Linked DNA regions of Mus musculus: region 1 is linked to region 2. A link is a contact called in public Hi-C data. All regions are on one chromosome and are shown on one strand. The core of a region is the stretch at or near the end of the contact, and the rest is flanking DNA. Distances in the headings are between cores, read along the strand shown.

What was found. Hi-C and Micro-C count contacts between places; a contact is called where the count stands out from the background.
Region 1: a Hi-C map of uterus shows a contact between it and region 2, with 8 times the contacts expected there. The contact joins two enhancer-like sites. A contact is called at or near these places in 4 of 484 Hi-C or Micro-C datasets (all in uterus) and 1 of 115 datasets of contacts at active chromatin or transcription factors (fibro-adipogenic progenitors).

The regions. Positions count from the first base shown.
Region 1 is chr11:19,668,217-19,674,024 of GRCm38.p6, forward strand. No RefSeq gene overlaps it. Among named protein-coding and RNA genes, the nearest start is that of Gm39601, 52 kb to the left of the region's middle. Within about 2 kb of position 3,080, at least 13 of the 459 cell types and tissues checked have an H3K27ac peak or open chromatin away from gene starts, as enhancers often do. A contact at or near this core is called in uterus, where this site is marked.
Region 2 is chr11:19,421,002-19,427,044 of GRCm38.p6, forward strand. No RefSeq gene overlaps it. Among named protein-coding and RNA genes, the nearest start is that of Gm39601, 190 kb to the right of the region's middle. Within about 2 kb of position 3,155, at least 41 of the 459 cell types and tissues checked have an H3K27ac peak or open chromatin away from gene starts, as enhancers often do. A contact at or near this core is called in uterus, where this site is marked.

The DNA.
Region 1 (5,808 bases), core at 1,830-4,329, 250 kb after region 2:
TTCTACAAGTAACCCCTTACCTGTGCTTCTGTAAATAACCACAGTTAAACTCATTGGCTCGCTTTGCAAGACTTTGGTCTGTTATTAGTGCCCAATCTAGGATGGATAGATATTTGTTTACCTGTCCCCTAGGACAAGTTGATACAATGCCTTGACTAACTGTGCTGGCTAGTTTTATGTCAACTTGACATAAGCTAGAGTCGCTGGAGAGTAGGGAACCCCAAATGAGAAAACACCTCCATAACATCAGGCTGCAGGCAATCCTGTATGACATTTTCTCAATTAGTGATTGTTAGGGGAGGGTGCAGCCTGTTGAAGGTAGTGCCATCCCTGGGCTGGTGGCCCTGGGTTCTGTATCAAGGCAGCAGAACAAGTCAGAAGGCAGCACTCCTCAAAGGCCTCTACATAAGCTACTGCCTCCAGGCAGGTTTCTGCCCTGCTTAAGTTTCTTTCTTGACTTCCTTCAGTGATGAACAGTGGATGCTGTGGAAGTGTAAACCAACAAGCCATTCCTTACACAAGTTGCTTGGTCCTAGTCTGGTCATCACAACAACTGTATCCCTGATGAAGACACTAACCATCCAAGATGCTCTGCCATTGAACATGATCATTCAGGTACCACCACTTAAGATCTTGTTATAGGGTGCCAGGTAATACTGTCATAGTTCTCAAGGTAAATGGAGAGTGAGGGCTTTCAGCTTAATAGGATGGTTGATCCTCAATTGTTTGTCAGTTTATAGGTGATGTTACCTTCCTTCCTTTCAAGGGGAGGTTGATCCAAAGCCATGTGTAGTGATTTGGATGAGAACAGTCCCCACATATTCATAGATTTGAATATTTGGTACCTAGTTGGTGGAAGTATTTGGAGAAAGATAAGGAGGTTTGACCTTGTTGAAGATGTATGGTGGCACGCGCCTTTAATCCCAGCACTCGGGAGACAGAGGCAGGCAAATTTCTGAGTTCGAGGCCAGCCTGGTCTACAAAGTGAGTTCCAGGACAACCAGGGCTATGCAGAGAAACCTTGTCTCAAAAACAAGAAGAAGAAGGAGGAGGAGGGGGTGGGGAGGACAGGGGGGAGGAGGAGAAGGAGGAGGAGGGGGTGGGGAGGACAGGGGGGAGGAGGAGAAGGAGGAGGAGGAGGAGGAGAAGGAGAAGGAGAAGGAGAAGGAGGAGAAGGAGAAGAAGAAGAAGAAGAAGAAGAAGAAGAAGAAGAAGAAGAAGAAGAAGAAGAAGAAGAAGAAGAAGAAGAAGAAGAAGAAGAGAAGAAGAAGAAGAAGAAGAAGAAGAAGAAGAAGAAGAAGAGGAGGAGGAGAAGAAGAAGAAGAAGAAGAAGAAGAAGAAGAAGAAGAAGAAGAAGAAGAAGAAGAAGAAGAAGAAGAAGAAGAAGAAGAAGAAAGAAGATGTATCTAGAGGTGGCCTTTGAGATTTCAAAAACCTGTAGCAGGCCAAGTTTTCACTTCCTCTCCCTCTCCCTCTCTCTGTTCCTTCCTCTTCCCACCCCTGCCTCCTTCCCCCTCTCTCCACTCTCCTGCTTGTACAATGAAATGTCAGCTCTCAATTGCTCCCATGCCCTGCCTACTGCCATGTTCCCCACCATGATGATCTTAGACTCACCCTCTGAAACAGCAAGCAAACCCCCAATTAAACGCCTTCTTTTCTAAATTGCCTTGGTCATGGTGTCCCCTCCCAGCAATGGAAAAGCAACTGTAGTCCTGTGGGTGGGAATTCCACGGGAAAATGCAGCATCAGTGTGTAAAACAAGGAGGAAGAAACAGAGAAAGAGCTTTTCATCTCTCCCACACCTTGCTGAGGAGCAGAAGTCTGTAACCTTCAGGTTTCACAGTCAGATGACTGGCACAATCAAATCTAGAGATTTTACTCTCCCAGATATCAACCCTCAGTAGAAAAAATCCAAAAATCCCACCAAGCAATGAGCATGGTCACTGCTCCAACCCTACTCGGGGCTGCTCACCTGAAGGACTTTCTCTGTCATAGATAGATCATTTGTAGATGCCCGGGATCCACTCCCCTTTCATTTTCTGTGTGAAGTCCCCAAACATTCATGGTATCCCTGTATATTTTCTCTACAGTGAAGCACTTCCTTGTTGGCCTGGTACTAGCTGACTTCTAATCTTTATTAGTCAGATGTCTGCTCCTCAGAGACTCAAAGAGCAAGAATGACTAGTAGGCTTGTATGCTGGGTCCAAGCTACCCATGAGCATCAGCTCATAGGAACCTAGACACCTTCTCTGCTGATCGCATCCATTCTTTAACCCAGCTTCCTCTCGCCAGGACAGTTTGGGGGAGATCCTTCTGATCCTCTCTCGCCCCTCTTCCCTGCACCCCTGCCCCATCATCCCAGACTTCCATCCCCAGCTTCCTGTTCCCTTTCTTCTTCCCTTTCTAATGACCCCCAAAGACCTTACAAACCAGCGAGAGCCCAGAAATGTGGACACAGTACTAATAACCTCTCACAGATATCTCATGATAACTTTATAAAGCGATGCTTTAGATGGGACTTCTGGGAGGCAAGCTGCATAAATAGTTAAGGACCTAAGTCAAAGACCCAGATCAACTCTATTTAAGTGCTTGTGAAAGCAAGACTGAGAGGATACAAGTCACATGCTCCTGTTTAACCTTTACCAGAAGGCCTGGGCTCGCTGGCGCTCTCTCTCTCTCTCTCTCTCTCTCTCTCTCTCTCTCTCTCTCTCTCTCTCTCTCTCTCTCTCTCTCTCCTCTCCCCCCTCTCCGCTCCAGCTCCACACATGCATAGTGTCAGTGAGCTAAAGGGTCTGTTGTGGGCAATGAACCCATCTCAAGCAGAAAAATCTCCTTTAGCACAACTTGGCACTAACAAGTCACAGAACAAAGGCAGGAAGCGTCCCTTTTCGTTTTATTCACCGGGAAGGACTCTGCCCACTCCTTACCCACTGTCTGATTTCTCACCAAAGGAACATTTGCAAGATGAAAGATTTATATTCTGTGAAATATTTCACTTGTCATCACAGGGGACTCCAGGTTCCCCGGCTGTGCCGTGGGTTCCGGGAAGGCTCCCTGTGCGGCCTTCCTCACAAGCAAAGCCACACTGCTCCCAAGTGGCTTCTGTGGAGAAGCAGAAAGCCAACTGTGGCTGAGACTGAACATTCCAGGCCCAGGGGCTGTTTCCCCGATGCCTCTTCTAGGGGGAGACCTCTATAGACCTAGCATCAGGCTCCTCACAACGGTTACCCTGGGGAGCTCAGCTCTCCCAATCGGAGGAAGACCTTAGATCTTGGCAAAGGTTCAGCCTTTTAAAGTAAAATTGGAAACCTACAGGGCTGTCAGCGTTGGTGCCAATTACACTGGATTGTTTGTACCCCAAAAAGGCAGCTCCCTACTGTTCACGAATCTTCTGTCACTTGGGAAGACAAGGCTGTCACAATAAGTACTATCCCCTTGCTGGTCTCATCCTTTGTCAACAATGAAAAACATCGCTTTTCTTTATAATTACTAATCTTGTAACATTACTGTCCCTGCACCCTGAAGGGGGTTTTTCCTTCTGTCACTAGAATCGGTGTTCTCGCAATTTAGAGTAACTCTGCCCGATAAACTCTAAAGTTATTGACGTAGAGGCAGGTGAATATCACAATATAGGCGCATGGCTCCTAATAGCTCCTCAGAGCCACGCCCCCACTTACCCCTGCCTTCGCCCAAAGCTAAGGCTGCTGAGCTCTAGGTAAATTAAATCCAAAACTCCATGGTAGACACAAGAACCAGTGCATAGTGAAGTTCTGCAGGCATTTGAATGCTGTTGTCTGCTGATGAATTCTTAATTCAAGCTGCACCAAAGACACACCAGGCGAGCCAGGAAGCACTAGCCCTCCTAGACTCCACCCAGGCCATTCAAATTAGAACCAGGAATAACTGTGTCTCACATTATGTTAGAGATTCTGATGAGCTAAATGTTGAGAATAAAGTTACATTATTTAACTCGATGACTTCATTATTCACAACAGTATGTTCACAGACACACAAAAAAATAAAAAATAGAGAGAGAATAAAAAGATAATGGCTGGAAATATCTCTCTCTCTCTCACACACACACACATACACACAAACACACACACACACACATTGTTAAAGGCTAAGACTCACAACCAAAGAATAAAGAGTTGTGCTGGACATGATTGCACACACCTTTAATTAGCAGTTAGGAGGCAGAGACAGATGAACCTCTGAGTTTGAGGCCAAATGGGTCTATATCAATTGTTCTCAACCTGTGGGTCCGGACTCCTTTGGAAGTCACATATCAGATATCCTGCATATTGGATATTTACATTACAATTCATAACAACAACAAAATTACAGTTATGAAGTAGCAATAAAAGTAATTTTATGGTTAGGGGTCACCACAACATGAGGAACTGTATTAAAAGGTTGCAACATTAGGAAGGTTGAGAACCACTAGTCTACATAGTAAGTTATAGGCTAGCCTGGGCTACATAGTGAGACCCTGTTTCAAAAAATAATAATAATAAATTTTAAGAGAAATAGAAAGTTTTTTTAAATACATATTTGGGATATGAATTTTCCTAAACACTGCCTTCCAGTAATGACCAGTTAGTTTATCTCTCTGGAGAGTATAAAGAAAGGGGAAGGAGTCCAAAGCCTTTGTTGCCTGCCTAACCCTGGCCCAGCAGCTCTGGGAGCAAGAGGCAGTCCCCAGCAGTACACATCCCATCACTAGGGGAGGCAGGAGACTGCCACGCTCTTCATCACAAGCCGCTCTTTTAACATTTCATTTTGTGAGTGCCTAAATTAGAAACATTTTCTTCATTAAGCCAGATTTATGAAGTAACAATTACCTCATTTGCCCATTTTTTAAAATTAATCAAAGATTTATATAACTTCCAATCAGAGGTGCTGACCAGTAAAAAAAACCTACCCATTGCTGGTGTCAAATTGCAAGAATGCCATTCCCCAGCAGAGGAAAGCGAGGCAGGTTGAACCCACACAATTCATCTTAAATAGGCAGGCTCTTCTAAAAGCAAATTTGAAATGCTAAACTGTGGGAAACAAATCATGGCCACTGAAAGCTTGGGGACTGTTGAGGAGGAAGGAGGCAAGATGAATACAAATATTCCAGGGCAGCAGGTTGAAAGGGGAAAGGTTAGAGAGTAAGTGGGGGCTTCTACCACAGCACTATGCTGTTAGGGACTTTATTCTGCCAATAATTGCACATGAATCCTTGCACATATCAAACCATCACCGCCAGACTCCATTTTCCCATTTGTAAACTGAGAGAGATTAAGCTAAGGCAGGTCTCCTCAAGCTTGGCTGTATTGATATTCAAGGCAGATCATTTCCTTGTGGGCCTGCCCTGTACATAACAGGACGTTTAGTGACATGGCTGGCCTCTACTCATTAACCGCTAGGACCATACCCTGTCACTGTAGTAATCACAAGGGTCTAGAGACATGGCTAAATATCTGCACCCTGTCCCAGGGGGATTCTAAGTTCCCTATATTTTTGAAAATCCATGACTTACATGGAAGAAGCTGAGGGGTGGTTCGGTGGATTCGGGAACACACAGAAAAAGCCAAAATGGGTCCTGCACGTGGAAAGGCACCTCTAAAGATGTCGTCAGGGTGCACTGGAGTTTTAATCAACCTAAGGAGCTTTTCTAACTGTCAGAGTCAAGATGAAATGTCTGACCCATTTAATCAGAACTCCATGGGGCTGCAAGGCTCTACAGCTGACTCCAGTGTGACCGTTCAAAGGTCATCACAGGAGATCATAGTGGAAGACAGAAGGAGCTGTCTGTCTCGT
Region 2 (6,043 bases), core at 1,905-4,404:
GATCCAACAGACACACCACACCCAACAGACTGTCCCTCTTTCCCAAGATGTGCGGCTGTATTGAACTTGCAAAGTTCTCCACAGATGTAAAACTCACTCTCTCAGACCAATAAGAACAGAACTTTGAAAAAGAGTCTCCTTTGATGGACAAGAAGTTGACCCCAGAGGGTCTTAGACCTGTTGGTTTGCAGTCTTCCTAGAAGCCCACTAGACTTCCAGCACATGGAATCTATGCCCAGAACTCGGTACCACTTACACATTAGACACTTGGAGGAGTCTTGAAATGTCATCAGGAGCTCTACTCCACACATGCCTTGGAACTAGAAAAAAAAAAGAAGCAATTTTATAAAATACGAAAGTGCTAGAGCATCCATTGAGATCTCCAGGATTACTAATAAGTGAAGAACAACCAATGGGCATAACCAGATACTCATGTCATCACTGTGTCTCCCCGTATTACTACCTTACAGCGGATGGCACTGAGAACACAAGGAGAAAATAAGGACAGCACTTTGTGCTTATAACATTCTACTTATTTTTGCTCACGGGTGTGAAGATGAATACTACTAGCAAGCAGAAGAATAACTTGTAAATGAATGGCATGCCCTACGTCTACAAAAATCTCCTGTAAGCACTGAGTACACAGAATAAATGGCAAATGGGATAAGTGGCGAGTATGGCCATAACTATGCATGTCATAAAATCGCAGTGCAAGCGCAGGCTTTGACTTCAACGTATGTTAGGTATTTTTTCAATACTTATTTTTTTTAGATAAGCATTGATTTAACAGCTAGAATGAGAGTATCATGGGCACGATAAGGCCTCAAGGCACCCTCCATCCACTCATTAGAAGCTACGTGGGAGCTCCTGCTCAGCAATCTACCTACGGCGCCATAGTGGAGGAAAAGACTCTTAGGACGCTCATAAGAGAAGATCAAAGTTCATTGTCATTTGCAGGAGCCGAGATATGAAATAGTGAAAGCCCTGACCTCAAGTTCTCCTAGGATGGCCCTAGCACAACCCAAGCATGAAAGAGTCCTTTACAAATGCAAGTGCAAGGAACTATTCTCTCTCTCTCTCTCTCTCTCTCTCTCTCTCTCTCTCTCTCTGACCTGTCTCTACCATCTTTGTCTTGAGAGATCAATATGGAACATGGAACAAAGTTAGCATACAGAAACTTCAGCATCACAGAGTTAGCTGCGTGCAGTTTTGGGACGGTTTCCATAACCACACTCAGAGCTCCCCTGACTATAGGTATAGCTGCATTTAGCTCAAGGTTGGGCAGAGCAATTGCATAATACTTGCTTAGGTGAAATGAGCAGAACCAAACAATGAGCTCTTAAATATTTAACAGTGGACCAAGTAGCTTTGCACTATTTGTTGATAAAACCAGTAAATATTCTACAAAGGAATCAGATGTAAAAAGCTCATTTTACCCAAAGTTTCTCTACCAGGTATCATCAGCAAAATCGTTTCTCTAACTTCAAACATGGGAACAGCCAAGTTCAGAAGTCAAACGACTGGCTCTCAGTTATTCAGTTACTGGGGAGAGACCAGAACTGGCCAAATCTGTGCAGTTTCTGTCACAAAATGCTGTGGATGGTGGGAATTTTCTCAGTGAGTGTGAGAAAGAAGTAATATAATGACCATAACATTGCTATAATTATATTCATAGAGGGTGTCTTAGTCAGGATTTCTATTCCCTCACAAACATCATGACCAAGAAGCAAGCTGGGGAGGAAAGGGTTTATTCAGCTTACACTTTCCACATTGCTGTTGATCACCAAAGGATGCAGGACTGGAACTCAAGCAGGTCAGAAAGCATGAGCTGATGCAGAGGCCATGGAGGGATGTTCTTTACTGGCTTGCTTCCCCTGGCTTGCTCAGCCTGCTCTCTTATAGAACCAAGACTACCAGCCCAGAGATGGCACCACCCACAAGGGGCCTTTCCCCCTTGATCACTAATTGAGAAAATGCCTTACAGTTGGATCTCATGGAGGTATTTCCCCAACTGAAGCTCCTTTCTCTGTGATAACTCCAGCCTGTGTCAAGTTGACACAAAAGTAGCCAGTACAGAGGGGTAACAACAGTCCATTAGTAACAGTAGTAAACATGGCCTCTCTTCTGCACCAGGCTTTACTTTCACAGGGCAACAAAAATCCCTGTAGGAAACCTGACCTTATTCCACTGTATAATAGAAGAAGTAGAGAATCAGAGAGATGAATTAACTTGTCCAACGACACAGTTAGGCCCATTCTGTTGCTTCAGACCCAAGTCATATTTCCCTCTTTCATTTTCTTTGGCTCTGTAGGTCAGCTGCTGCAGGCTTTTGCCCAAATATTCAACCCTAAATGTTCTGTAATTCACAGCCAGAAAAGATTTTGACACTTTTGTGATGTGAATGCTGAGAGTCAACCACATTTCCTAACCACTGTGTTACTTGAGTGATAAACAAGGAAGTAAGCAGACAATAAAGGAGGGGAGGAGAAGCAGCAGCAGAAAGAAGAGGACCAGGGAGAGGAGGAGAAGCAGAAGGAGATAGTGGTGCTGGTATTCATTCACTTATATTTAGAGAGTGCCCACCACAAGCTGGTCACTTTTCAAGACACTGAGAATAGGGGTGAAATGGGGTTTTCTGACCCTCACAGAATATCTCATCCTGCTAGCTGCTATCCTTGGCTGTCCCTAATTGCACCACAAAAAAAGCCATTTCCGCCTCTGCAAAGGGCATTCAGACCCCATAGACCCGAGGAGAGAGGCAGGTCACCTTGTAATCGGTTCATACAAAAAGATGTGCAGAGACTGGGTTTTATAGGACTTAGAAAATTATCCCCCAGCGGCTGTCTGAGAGAACTCTCTCAGCCGTCTCCCCCATTGGTGAGAGGGATGAGCAGGGAAGTGAAGAAAACAGATGGCAAACTCCAGAATGCCATGGCTGAAAGACACATGCTCCGAAGGTGGGCGGCTCTGCCAGACCTCAGCTTAATATGGACCACGTGTGGAATCCAAGGGCTGCGTTGAGATGGTACGTTTGCATCCAGTCACCACAAATGGTTATTTCCTTTTAAAGGGCTTTTGCAATGCTGCCCGCTCCTCCTCCCGGGGCAGACTCCTTGCTGCCAAGCCTATTTTTATGGTTTGTCTCCAAAACAAGTGCAAAATAGTGTTGGCTTTAGTGGAATCCTCCCTCTGGCCTCCGAACGCCATCTGCAAGCTGAGGGGAACAGTAAACAGAACAGGTTAAGTCACTCATTACTAATATTTTCCTTAAGCTCTGAAACTTTTTAAACAAACAACAACAACAATTGTCTCATAATAACCTTCCAGAGGTTAACCGCCAGCAGGTGGTCCGGCTCAGCTGACATGCAACCCAGACAGCTGTTTGATTATAAACTGTGGGTTCTTATGGCGATCTGGGGAAAACTTCTTGCCGAAAAGGGGTCTTCTCTTAAAAATCCCTAATGAAACAACACATAAATGTCAAAATGACAAAAATAAGGAAGTGTGTCATAGACTAAGCATTTTAATGTCCTTCCTGGCTTCCTCCAGAGTGTACTCTGGACCTAGCCACATTTAATGGAACGGATTCCGAAAGAGGCGGTACACAGCATGAATTTTTATGACCCAAATAAAACTTGAAGAGAAGTCACTTTCTCTGCCGCAGTCAGTGTCCACAGCAGATGTGTGGGAGGCTCAGGTTTCAAATCAGCCACCCAAGCCAACATTTTACCTGGACCCTGAGGCATACAGAGTAAATGCCCGGATGTAAAGAAACCCAGAGATATGTAGCATTATCCTGTCTGTCCCCGAGCCATTAAAACATGGCGTGGATTCCCCCTGGGATGCCTTTGCAGAACTAGTGAAAATTCTGAGAGTTGATAAAATAAGTGGAGAATGGGGGATGAAAAGTCTCTAATCAAAACCTTACATTAACACCACATAGCCCCACAGAGTGATGGCTGCGGCTGTGTTCTTCCCTGAATGCTGAAGTTAGACAAAAGAAAATCACTCCCTAAGTCAGTATTTACTTACTGGTGTATTATATCACCATCAAGAACATTTCAGAAAGTTCATAAAACAAAATAAAAAAAAATTGAACCTTTTTATATGGAAATCAAATGCTAACATACAAAAGGCATGGGACTCCCAAGTAAAAAGTTACAATGGCAGTCCCCTGTGTTTGAAATAGTATTAAGGAATAAAAATTTAAAGGCAAAAGAGAATTTCACATATCCTAGTTTAGTTATGGTAACTTAGTATGGAAGTGAGATTGCAGAATACGAAAAAGACAGTTTGGGGGCTGGTCCATGTTTGATGGGATCTTCGGATCCATCCATACAGGCAAGAATTAGCATCCCAGGCAAACCCCAAAGACAGGATGGGCAGAGAAGAAAAAGAAAGCCTCCACACTCCTGTTGGTGTCACAGAAAAACCAGAGCTGAGCAGCAAAGTAACTACAGATTCTTTTCAGAGAAGAAAAATTATTGCAATAGATCAAAGGAGGCCTCCAAAAAGAATCAAGCAGAAATGGATGGCCCAGAAGTGGGATGGAGGGAGGGGCTACAGATGAAGAATAACAAAGAAGAGACATCACAGGTGAGCCATACTCCAGGAGTCTTGATAAGTCAGGCCAAGGTGATAAGACCTAAGGGGAGCTGGGGCCATGAGGAACTTAATCAGACACTAAAGACAATCAGGTATAGAGGAGTTTGGCCAAACAAAATTAGCAGAATTTTTGCAAGGCCTGACAAACACAGAGGTGCTATGAACCCCATGCCCAGCTGGGAGAAGGTAAATAAGGGCTTAACTAAATGGTGGTTCAAGAGAGGATCTGTCACTGTTTTGAAGAAAGAGGGTGGCAGGGTCATTAAAGCAGCAAGCACTACTTAATTCTGATAAAAAAAAAACTGAGTCTAGTCAAGATCCTTTGAGGGATTTTATGTAATGCAGACCTGCACCGTGGACTGTGCCATTTCTTATTAAGGGGATGGTCGTTGGAGTTTAATAGGAAAGATTTCCCACTGGTCATATTTTGGACTCTTGATCCCAAGCCTTGATGGTGGTGCTAGGTTGGGAAAGGCGAAAAACTTTAAAAGATGGGATCTAGCTGAAGAAAATAAATCTCTAGGGGTGTTTGTGTGCCTTTGGAGGTTGTGTCCTCTGTCTCTGCACCTCTCTCTTCACTCTTCCTTCTCTCCTCCTCTCTGCCACCTCCTCCCTCCCCATAGCCCTCTGGGGACTAAGACACAGCCTGACTGCAAGCACATGCTATAAAATACTCATCAAGCACATGGCATGGAACCTCCCTCTTGCTCTGAAGCCTGAAAGAAGGGACCACGCCCCGCCCCCCATGGACGCTTGAACTCTCCTAAGAGCCTCTGCCATGCTGCCTTTCCATGACATTAAAAACTTTCCTAATAAATCTCTTACCTAAAAAGGACAATCCGCCTCAGTGTGTCCCTCTTGAGCTCCAGACCAAATGTATCTGAACACACACACACACACACACACACACACACACATGCACGCACACACTCATCAAGCCAGAAATGGCAGTATACTTACACACACACAAGTTCACCAACTTGGGAGGCTAAGACAGGAGAATCACAAGTTTGAAGCCAGGCTAGGCTACAAGGTGAGGATATGCCTTGTGGGGGAGGGGCAGAGAAACCAGACACTAATTGATGATTTCTACTCAGATCACAGGCTTTCAGATTGCAGCCCAGGGCAGGGCCACCACCTCACTGCTCCTGCACAGTAAGCTTGGGTACAGCACGGAGTGCCTCCTCACCACAGGTATTTAATATTCCAACTGCAGACTTGATTGGCTGCGAAGGAGACTGGGCCCACTCCCAACACATGCACACACCAAACCCGAGATCCACAGCAATCGGGTTCATCTCAGTTGTCACACCTCATCTTTTTTACTGAGTCTTTCTTTCTACTTGAAATATTCCTGTGAGAAGCTTCCCACCACCTGGTTGTCTACCTGTTCTGTGTTCTGCACCTACAGGAAGGAAAACCGGGACATGCGCTAGAC